2 separate regions of the Triticum aestivum genome follow, and region 1 is linked to region 2. The links are chromatin contacts, called in public Hi-C maps. All regions are on one chromosome and are shown on one strand. Each heading gives the region's core, a stretch centred on a gene start, on an enhancer-like site or on the middle of the called end of the contact. The rest is flanking DNA. Distances are from core to core; before and after follow the strand shown. Region 1 has its middle 15 kb from the start of LOC123113677. Region 2 has its middle 170 kb from the start of LOC123113676.

What was found. Hi-C and Micro-C count contacts between places; a contact is called where the count stands out from the background.
Region 1: a contact with region 2 is called in a Hi-C map of leaf, with 3 times the contacts expected there. The contact joins two enhancer-like sites. A contact is called at or near these places in 2 of 5 Hi-C or Micro-C datasets (both in leaf).

Annotation. Positions count from the first base shown.
Region 1 is chr5B:619,476,867-619,482,541 of IWGSC CS RefSeq v2.1, forward strand. No RefSeq gene overlaps it. Among protein-coding and RNA genes, the nearest start is that of LOC123113677, 15 kb to the left of the region's middle. Within about 2 kb of position 3,080, at least 3 of the 8 cell types and tissues checked have an H3K27ac peak or open chromatin away from gene starts, as enhancers often do. A contact at or near this core is called in leaf, where this site is marked.
Region 2 is chr5B:619,246,392-619,252,424 of IWGSC CS RefSeq v2.1, forward strand. No RefSeq gene overlaps it. Among protein-coding and RNA genes, the nearest start is that of LOC123113676, 170 kb to the left of the region's middle. Within about 2 kb of position 3,805, at least 3 of the 8 cell types and tissues checked have an H3K27ac peak or open chromatin away from gene starts, as enhancers often do. A contact at or near this core is called in leaf, where this site is marked.

The DNA of each region.
Region 1 (5,675 bases), core at 1,830-4,329, 230 kb after region 2:
ACATGTTGGTTATATATCCAATTCCTTTTAAGTAGAAGTGTACAAGCAGCAAGGCTTGTCATATTTTAGGCATTGCTAAGAAAATCAACTGCAATAACATGAGATGTGAAACTATAGTAGAACAAATCCAGTAATGATTATCTAAGAATAATTGACATGCATCTTTAAAGTTTGTTTGCTTGATTTAGTGAAATCTTCGGTAAGCATACATATAACAACTTATGACCTAAATTCAGGGTTTTCAAACAAAGGAAATTTAAAATTGTGAAGGCACCTTTTTTTGCGAGCAAAATTTCCAATCTATTCCTCAACTGTCAAGTGGTACACAAAACACCAAAAGTAAAAAATATATCCAGGTCCGTAGACCACATGGGTTTCACAATAGCAAATGAATACATAATTCGTGCAAGTATATGTAAATCAAACTTAAAAGCAGTAAACACGATGTGATATTTTTCATAAACATGTGCTTGAGTAAAACTTATTGTAAGAACTCTGGCAAAAAAAAAACGCATTGTAAGAAAATAAATACAAAACATCCTAGTGTTCTCTCAGTAAACCGTTATTCTTCCGTTCCATCCGTTCTTCTGAACAGATAAATCTTTTTATCTTCACTGTAAAGCTGTTTGGAAGGCAAGGAAAAATAGGATCAAGGGGTTAACAGACTCTCATGGGGTGTGGCAGCGGGGTCAGAAATTTATGATTAATATGGCACAAGAGTACTTTGAGCATACATTTACGGCTGATCCGAATGTTGACCCAATGGAGGTTATTCATCTTTTTAAAGCAAAGGTGACAGATGACATTAATGAAAAACCGTGTGCACCCTTCACGGTTAAGGAAATCACTAACACTCTCTTCCAGATAGGACCTCTCAAAGCACCTGGCCCGGCGGCTTTCCAGCAAGATTTTTTCAGCGACACTGGGGAACCCTAAAAGAAGAGGTACTTTAGCGAGAGTCACGGCCGTGCCTCTCGAAAACGAAAAAAAAATATGTTTTCTGTTTTTTTTCTTTCGCGTGAGTCACGGTTTTGCTTCCGCGAGAGGCACGATTGTGCTTTCGCGAGAGTCACGGCCATGCCTCACGGAAATGAAAAAGAACGTGTTTTCTATTTTTTTTGCGAGAGTCACGATTTTGCTTCCGCGAGAGGTACGGTTGTGCTTTCGCGAGAGTCACGGCCGTGCCTCTCAGAAACGAAAAAAACATGTTTTCTATTTTTTTTCGCGAGAGTCACGATTTTGCTTCCGCGAGAGGCACGATTATGCTTTCACGAGAGTCACGATTTTGCTTCCGCGAGAGGCACAATTGTGCTTTTGCCAGAGTCACGGCCGTGCCTCCTCGGAAACGAAAAAAAACGAGTTTTCTCTTTTTTTTTTCTTTCGCCAGAGTCACGGTTTTGCTTCCGCGAGAGGCACGGTTGTGATTTCATGAGAGGCACGGCGTGCCTCTTTGGGAAAGGGAAAAAACCCGTGCTCCCGGTTCGGTTTTCTTGTCTGGTTTTTTTCGTGAAAAAAATTCGTCAAAACCTATCAACATGGGATCTAGTTTTGAAGATCTCGACGCGAGGAATCCAACGGTGAAAGCGGTTCGAGATTTGGACGCACGGTTTAAGAGATGAAACGTTTTGAATAAATGAATCTACTAAAAAAGGGAAAACTCCCAGGTTGCGACAAGTGGCGCACGACAAGTGGCGCACATACAACGCGCCACTTGTCGCAACCTGGGGAGATTGGGGTGATCTTTGCAACGAGTACTCCCCAACCAGTGATTTCGGGGAAATACTCGCCTAATGGGAGGTGTAAGATGGGCCGGCCCAGGCGTATGGGAGGCCACAACCTCAATTGTTTTGCTTTTTATTTTCTCCCATTTTTGTATTCGTTTTTTGCACTATTTTCTTACTTTTGTTTATACTTTCAGTTACTATATCACATAAAACACTTCACGCAAAAGATTTGAAAAAAAATGTCAGTCAAGCATTCGAAAAATGATATATGTGTATAGAGAAAATGTTTCTCATGTATAGAAAAAAATATAATGTGAAATTTGAACATGTATTTACAAAGTGTAAATTTTAATCAAGCTTTTGAAAAAAAAGTTAAACAAGTATTTGAAATTTTTTAATGTTTACAGTAAAAATATTGACCATGTATTAAAAACATGTTAATCTAGCATTTGGAAAACAAAATGTAAATCAAGCATGTGAAAAACTAAATGTGTATAGAAAAAATGTTGACCATGTATTAAAAAAATAAAGTTATACTAAAATGTTAATCAAGCATTTAAAAAAAGGTAAATATGTATAGAGAAAATGTTGACCGTGTAAATAAAAGATGTTAATCTTGTATTTGAAAAATATTAATCAAGCATTTGATTTTTTTAAAATTGTGCATAGCAAAAATGGTGACCATGTTTAAAAAAACGTTTGACTTGAACATGAAAAATGTTAAATGTGTATTGGATAAATGTATTAGATATATTCCAAAAATGTAATACATTTATGAAACAAGTGGACATAAAAATGTATTTCAAAATAATATTAATAACGCATTGTGAAACGTTAAACATGTATATGAAAAATGTGTGCGATGTATATGAAAAATGGTGAATTTGTACAGAAAACAGAAAAAAAACCAAAAAAGGAAAAACCAAAACTTGAAAAACCAAATAAACTCGAGAAAGAAACAAAAAACTGAAGAAAAGAAGAAAGAACATAAAAAACCTAGTGGAAACCAAGGAATAACAAAGAAGATCATGAAAAAACAAAAGAAATCCTTGAACGAACAAATAAAATCATAAGACCCGTGAAACGATGAAGAGAAATGGTCAAAAAACAAAGAAAAACAGTAAGGAAAAAACCGGGGGGGGGGGGGGGGGGGGGGGACCAACCTAACGAACAAACACAGCGAACACAATTGAAACCGGCGAACGAAAAAAATAGCAAATATGGCCCACCTACAGGTGGGGGCATTATAAACGAGACGGAAGGAGCACTTGCACTAAGCGAGATATAGTTGCCGCGCTGGTGAAGAGATATAGGTGATGGTGAGAGGCCCCTATTCATCGGCCTACACGCTGATCGGGGAATAGACACGCACCTCCTGCTCCAACCCTCACGTGGTTTTGGGCTGGCCCATGTGCAGGTGGGACTCCCCTGTTTTTCCATTTCGTTTCCTTCTTGCTTTTTCATTCTGTTTTTTTTCTTTAAAAATAGTTTAAGATTTTTAAAAGTTTCAAAATTCAAACAAATTGCGAATTCTTAAAAATAAATTCAAGAAATCATAAAATGCGCATGATTTTAAAAAGTGGTTGGAAAATCATCAAATGTCCGTGAATTAAAAAGTTGTTCGTTTCTTTTTTGAGGATCAACATTGTTGTTTCTTATTTAGCCAGCATAGCTGGAAATGTCATCAGCAATTACAGAAAGAACAAAGTCTGGGGGAGCCCCCAACCACACCTTACACAACCCATCACCTACACCTACCTTTGCAAACTTGTGAGCAGCAACATTGGCGGAACGACTAACCCACGACACACAATACTCCGCACGAGTGTGCAACAGCTCCTTAATCTCCTCGATCCACGGATCAACATCCGTCATGCTCTTCTGATGATCATTCAACATTTGCACCACAGGCAGGCAGTCCAACTCTAGATGGACTTTTTGAAAGCCTGTCTCCACAGCGAGCAGAATGCCTCTCCGACACGCGAGGATTTCTGCAGCTTCAGGTCCGTCAGGGCGGTTGAATAAATGGCAAGCTCCAGCTAGGAAAGCACCACCATCATCCCGGATTACCACACCACCCCCACCCTTATCCCCATTCCGGGCGACAGCGCCATCGGAGTTGGTTTTCACCCCCCCCTGAGACGGGGGGGGGGGGGGGCATCGCTGCATGGTCCTCGGCCTCGGGATCTTCACCACCCCCTCGTGAACTTGTCTCCACCTGCTCCAATGTGAATTTGTTCATTATTTTGAAAAGTGCTCGCATATTAAAAAAATGTTAACAGTCTAGAGAAAATGTCCGGGAAATCAAAAAATATTCATGACTTTGAAAAAAACATTTGCTTGTTCAGAAAATGTTCATGAATCTGGAAAAATGTTCGCGAATTCAAGATATGTTCATTAAAATTTTGGAAAATGTTCACAAAAATAAAGAAAATCATGAATTTATAAAAATACTCCCAAATATCAAAAAACAGTTCATCGATTCAAAAATTGTTCACTGAGTAAAAAAATGTCCAGGAATGTGAAAAATGTTCGTCAAAAGGAAAAAAAATCCGTGAATTACTAAAATTGTCCGCTGAGTCAAAAAAATGTTCACAAGTTTCCAACAATATTCATGAAGTTGTAATTTGTTTTCTTGAATTTGTAAAAGATGTTCATGATTTCAAAAGAATGTTCATGAATTTGGAAGATGTTTCCAAAGTGAAAAATCTAAAAATAAAAAAGGGGAATGAAAAAGAAGAAGAAAATAAAAAATGAACAAAGGAAAAAGAAATGACAAAATGGAAAAAGAAAAATAAGATTAAAAGAACAAAGAAAAGAAGAAAAGAAAAACGAAAAACAAAAATAAATAAATCACCAGGCAAAAAAAGGGAAAACTGGTTCAGGGAAGGTTCTAGAACCTTGCCAAAACAGGTGAAATTTTCCCAAATGGCCTGGGACATACACTGGACAGCCGCTTGCCCGGAGGGGGGGGGGGGGGGGGTGTACACGTTAGGTCACTACCACAGGGACCCATGCGCCAAATAGGAGCGGCGCTGAACATAGGGGCGGGGCCAGGGTGATAGTACAAATTATCTCTGTATGAATTGTATAGTAGTGCCTCTGTTGCATAATATGTAAAGTACCATAAAGAAGTACTCCTACATACATTGGCGGTGAGGTACAGAGGATGACACAAAGGGGCAAGGCAGCTGTGTTTCAGCAGTATGCCAAAACCCGACTCATTGGCAATAGCCGTAGATATAAATCGTTTGTGTTTTTCGCAAGACTGAACTATGTAGAAGAAACATAGCTATTCCCAGATCACTGGTCTCACCGGCATTGACATCAGAAGAAGCAAGCGACTGGGCAATCAGAGAGAAGCTATGTGTGTTCATAAGATGTGATCACACGCAGAAATAATCTTTTACCCCACCTGCATAGCTATTCTGAATAAGAAATGCTAGGAACGTAATACTGTTATAAATAGCAATACGTTCCAGCCAGATTGGATCCGGCATTCTACAACAGTCAACAGTTTTGTATATCGGAACAAATCCTATACAATAGTAAGAATCCATGCCTCAGAAGGAAATGCTACTACTATGACATTAATATAGGATTGGTAAGCAGCTGGCTGAACTCACCAGAATCAGGTTGCATGCGGATGCGGGCGTCCCCATATACGCCCCAGATATGGTGCGGGTAGGGAGAATACCGGTCAATCTGAGCGTTTGGGCCGGATTTGCTAGGTCTGCTTGGGTGGCAATGTTTCGTCCGGATAGTGACTGGGCAGCCTGCCCGTGCATTTGGGGTGGATATTGGGGGTTGTTTTTTCATCATGGATTATTCTGACCTATCTTGAATCGTTGAATTGGTTGTCTGCTATATTGATTGAATGATCTCGTGCATGCCTTTGCATTGATTTGAGATATCCTTTTTTGAGGTATTATTGATTCAAGATTTTGAATA
Region 2 (6,033 bases), core at 2,555-5,054:
GCCGCAACTCGCGTAACTCTCCTGGAACTCCGTCACCGCCTCCATCGTCGTGGATGGGACCACCACAAACTCCCTCCCCTCCATCGCACTGGCCGTGGTCATACCACCCTGTCCAGGGGCGGTGTCGATCCCGACCGTGGCTGCCATGCAGGCATGGCCAAGGAGGCGGCCATGGCGAAAGGTTCATGGGTGGGGCGGCATATAACTGATTAATATTTGATGCACGTTTTAAACATTTTTCCATGCACGTTTTTAACTTTTTTGAATGCTTGATTAATATTTGTAGAATACAAGATTAACATTTTTTGAAGACATGGTTAGCATTTTTTGCTGTACACATTTGTAACATTCTGAAATGCTTTATTAATATTTTCTTCATGAATGGTCAATATTTTTCTATACACATTTAACATTTTTCTAATGCTTGATTAACATTTTTTTAAATGCAAGATAAACAATTTTTAAATACATGGTCAACATTTTTTCTATATACATTTAACATCTTTCATATGGTTGATTAACATTTTTGAAATAAAAGATCAAATTTTTTTAATACAATAGAAGGTTAGCATTTTTTGAATTAATGGTCAACATTTTTTCTATACACATTTAACCTTATTTTCAAAGGCTTGATTAATATTTTTCAAATACTCCCACTGTGAAGAAAATAGAAGACAATTTAGATCAGTACTTTAGTGATCTAAAGGTCTTATATTTCTTTACAGAGGGTGGATGTTAAACATTTTTTAATACATGGTTAACATTTTTTCTATACATATTTAACATCTATCAAATTCTTGATTAATACTTTTTAAATATTTTTTTAACTCTTTTTCAAAGGCTTGATTAAAACTTTTCAAATGCATGATCAACTTTTTTCAAACACATTGTATATTTTTGGTTTACATTTTCATACACATGAAAAACATTTTCTGTATACACATTTAACATTTTTAAATGCTTTAAAAATTTTCCAAAATTTTGCATTTAAAGTGTTTTTGTAGTATATTATTTAGAGTATTTGGAAGTATAGACGAAATAAAGAAACCAAAGTGAAAACCCCCCGAAAAAACGAGGTTGTGGCCCTTTGTGCGCTTGGGCTGGACCATTTAGAGAGCACCTAGGTGTCGCAGGAGCCATTGACCCGTTTCTTTTTTTTTCATAAGCTAAGCTCACTCGTTCGCTCATTCTGTCACAGGAAAATACGTGGACCGCAACAACCCAACGGCCAGGCAAAGCCCACCCGGGCCAGGAGAGAGCGCCAGGCAACCCACGCTACGAAGGCCCGATGTGGGCTAACGATGTTAAGTTGAGATCAAAGCCCTAGATCATCCGCCTGTGGTGATCCCCTCTCCACCTCTCGGCTCTACTTCTCAAATCCTCCTCTTGTTTGTCTCCAAGTTGTATTGGACGTTGGCTAGATCGAGTGAGAATCTTAAGTGAGTGTTAGATCCCTGTAACGTTCGGACGCTCGCTCATGTTTCGCTCGGGTTCGCTAGTTGGTATAGTTCGGGTTTTGGATTTTTTTTTCTTTTTTCCTTTACTGTTTTTCTTTGCTTTTCTTAGTTTTTCTTGGTTTCCTTTTTTTTCTCGCTTTTACTGTTTGCAATGTTGTGCATTGGTTTTCTTTGGTTTTTATTTGTATTTAAATTCATTGTCTTCACTTTTTGTTCCTTTCTTGATTATTATTGGCTTTTTCATCTTTCTTTGCTTTTTTCAGTTTTCTCTGTTTTTTTAGTTCTTTCTTTTCCTTTTTTTGCACGGGTATTTCTTCTGCTTTCTTTCTTTTTTAATCTTTGTTTCATTTTGGCCTTCATTGGTTTTCCTTGTCTTGCTTTGTTTCTTTGTTGGTTTTTATTGGTTACCTTTTTCCAACACATGTCTACTTTTCTATACAATTGACATTTTTAGTGCACAGGTAAATCACTTTTGTTGACCATTGTTGAACATTTTTCAAATAAACTATGTACATCTTTTCTTAAATACAAGATTTGTACACTTTTACGAATACTTGGTTAATATATTTCAAATACACGATAAAAATAATAATGACAATAAACATTTTTCCCACACCATATACATTTTCTGTATACATTAGGAACATTTCTATATACGTGGTCAACATTCATCTTTTCATTCCTATTTTCTTTATTGTTCTTCAGTTTTCTTGTTTCTTTGTTGGTATTCATCCTTTTTCTTTTTGTTTTTTTCTTTCCTGGTTTTGACTCTTTCATTATTTTTATTGGTTTTCTTCAGTTTTCATTCTCTTTTTTGATTTATTTGATTTCTTTGTTTATTTGTCCATTTTTACCGGTTTCTATTTTGTTCAACACATGTCAATTTTTTTCAGTAAACATTCTACATTTTTCTTATACATCAGAAACATATTTCATATATATGTTTAGAATTTTCTAAATACATGATTAGCATTTTTAACTAATTATTTTATGTCTAATTATTTCCATACACATTGGTATATATCTAATACTCCCTCGTAAAGAAGTGTAAGTGCATTTAGATCACAACTTTAGTGATCTAAACACTCTTATATTTCTTTACAGAGGGAGTACATTTTTTATAGACATGTTTATTTTTTTCAAATTCTAGATTAACATTTTTTAATACATATCGAACATTTTTAATGGATATAAACATTTTTTAGACACACCGTGTAATTTTTGTATACACCAGGACCATTTTTAATACACATTTAACATTTTTAAAATGCATGATAAATATTTTCTCATACACATTGTATTTGTTTTGTATATATTTTTGGTATACACGTCAAATATCTTTGTATACACATTTAAGATTTTCAAATGCATGATTAGCATTTTTCAAATATTTTCTTAAAATTTATGAAATACATGATCAACTCTTTAAATGTATATTGTATATTTATTGTTTACATTTTTCGTATACATGAGAAATGTTTTCTCTGTACACATTTAAAAAAATTAATGCTTGGTTAACTCTTTAAATGCTCGGCGCGCTGGGCCAGCCCATTTAGATCAAGTATAATAAGCTTATGTAAGCAGACTGTAAGGGTTAAAACATTATTTTTTTTGCTGACATTGAGAGGAGAGGAGAGGAGAGAGAAGAGCAGCCGACTACAGAATAAGAGCCAGCTGTAGCACGTGCTCCTAGGCATTATTTGAGAGTGAAAGGTGGGTCATTTATTAATGAAGTAGCACATCTTTGTATCTTACTATTATATTTGAAGGCTACAAAGATTGGCTATAGATTACATGACAATGTCATATGGCCATCAGTTGGTTGTACTATTAACCATGCTCTTAGGCAGGTGTCTGACGCGAGCGCAACCTACATCCCGCTACAACCAACCTATGTCGGACTGCCGGGTCGTGGTAGATGGCATTCATAAGAACACGAAGGCACACATGCTAGCACACATTTAGAGAGATTAGATCTACTATTAGCCAGTTCGAAGGAAGAGGCACAAATAAATATTGTTGATTAATAAAGTGTGTTTAGACTTAAAAAAAAGCAAGACATAGGTCTGCCCGATATTTCATGGCCCTGCTGCCGGCCTATCTTGCAATCTCGTTTTGCTCGCCCCATGGCCCGATATCAATCCATATTGTTTCTTATCCTTAACCGGGTAGAGAGGCCCACGAAAGTTGCGATCGGAAAAAGGAATACACGTCCAAGATTGAAAAAAAAACACTAGGTCGTGGTGGGCACGTCGCTCTCCAGTGTGAGTCCAGCCAGAAGAGCAAGCAGCGACGCGGCACAATGCCGTGCAGTGTCGTCTCGCAATCACAACCCCACGGTGTCGGTCGCCGTCATCCAGTCACGCGCCGCGCATGCAATGCCGGAGCCCTGGCTTCCCCGACCGTCCCTCTCCGAGACATCGAACTCGCAATTGACGTCACGGCGGACGTAAATTTGCCCGTTGGCCTCCATGTACAGCACTGTCACTTCACCTGTGTAGGTGTAGCTCAAGTTCCTTTCCTGTCTGCGATCACAGGGCAACGACGTGGACGCTCGCACCGCATGTGTAGTCCGCCTGATCACGCGATGCTCATTTTGTTGATGATATTCAGAGGAAGTTCAAGATGGACATAGCAGGCAGGCAGAAAGACTCTGAGGGGAACCACCACGGGTCGGCCCTCGGCCGGGGCGTGCAGCATGCGCATCATTTGGAGGTTCTCCGGCCCAATGGGAGCGAGGGACGCAAAGCACTCACTCATGCTGCGTGCACATGTCCCTTTTAACCTTTGCTTCTTGGGTGCAAGTGAGAGATCATTCGGAGGTGCGCCGTGGTGCAACCCCTTTCAGCACGCATGCAGCAAGGTTACCTCAACAAGCAAGTTTGCTTCAGCTTTATTCCATTGCATTTGCATGTTTCACGGATGTTCTGAGCCGTAAGTACCGGTCTTTGTGCATGGCGCCGTTCATAATGCTAAAAATGGTTACTTAGCAAAATGATGCAAGAGACTGCCCGCGGATCGATCGTCTCTCCTCCCCTACCTGCCTACTTAGGAGTAGATTTCAAGTTGTAGCTAGATGCTTATTATTGTACTACGAAAAACACAGAATTAGGTAGCCGTGTCAATCTTGAGATAAGATTGGGGAAAGAAAGGGAGGCACTCGCAGCCAGCTCGCTCAGACACGACCGAGAAAAGGGAGGGACGACACAAATGATGAAGTTGGACACAAGCAAACCCTGTTCACCTCTCAACCACCACCCAAATCCCTACTCCATCAACCACTAATTAAGCACCACACTTGGTTTCTTAATCTGTCCAAACACATGGCACCAAAGCCATTGCTTTCTTACGGTGCCAAGATATTGCACCTAGCCAGCCTTTTTTTAGTGGATAAATATTGCACCTAGCTAAAGTGAAGGTTTCAGGTAGTACATTGAGTGGTGAGTAGTGAGGCTAGTACTTACTGGGTCCAACCTTTTGGGCCCCTTTGTCCCTCTCTACCATACGGAGTGGTTATTTATTGTGACACTGAAGTATGAAATGAGCCCTTCGAATGCATGGCGTTCGGCGTTCCACGCAAGGCCGAGGATATGCATCAGGACGGCATTGGCGTACATCCAGATGAAGATGTCTATCATGGCGTGCATGTTGGAGGAGTTTCTGGCGGTGGATGGAGCTTCGGCGGCGGCAGGAGGCATCGCTAACGTTGCGGATGACGGCCTGTACAGTAACTTCACGACTGCAGACGAGCCGAACCCTCTTGATCACCTAGCTCTCTCTCTCTCTCTCTCTCTCTCTCTCTCTCTCTCTCTGGAATAAACCGTGTTACTTTACAATTGTAGTATTATTTGGTGTCTGCCACTGAGATTAATAAACCATGTTAATCCACCATAATTTCATTTGGTTTCTGTCTCCCAACAAACCATGCATGTCGATGTCGAAAATACAATCATTGTGGCATCGTAGTACATCGGCCTTGAAGATGAAGAGGACAGCAGCACACATCAATCGCCATAGTTGTTGACGAGAAGGGGGAGCAGTCGCCACTGCCTGCCTTGTTGCTTTTCCGCGGAAGTAACAGCTGATGTGAGCTCTCTCGAGACGGGGCCCTCGTTTATTGATTGCTAGCTCCCCTTAATTGACCTAGCAAGCTCGTACGCTCTGCACTGCACACACGTCGCTTAACGCCAAAGCTCTGCACGCTGCATTATGTTCTGCTGGTGCATGTCCGCTAAATCCCCGCGTCCCCGGCCCTTGCGTCGTCCTAAAAAGTGTCATGCTTTCTCAGGGAGGAAAAGTCTAGTTTTTTTTAAAAAAAAACTACCAATCTATACATCTTCCATCATGATTGTACAAAAACAACAGATGTAATAAAAATTACAATCGTGTCCATGAACCATCTAGTCACGACTACAAGCACTGGAGCGTGCCGCCGTGATCGCCCCTCCCTCACCGGAGTTGGGCAAACCTGGTTGTAGTAGACAGTCGGGAAGTCATCGTGCTAAGGCCCCATAGGACCAGCGCACTAGAGTAGCAACCATCGCGATAAAGAAACTCGTAGATTAGAAGGATCAAA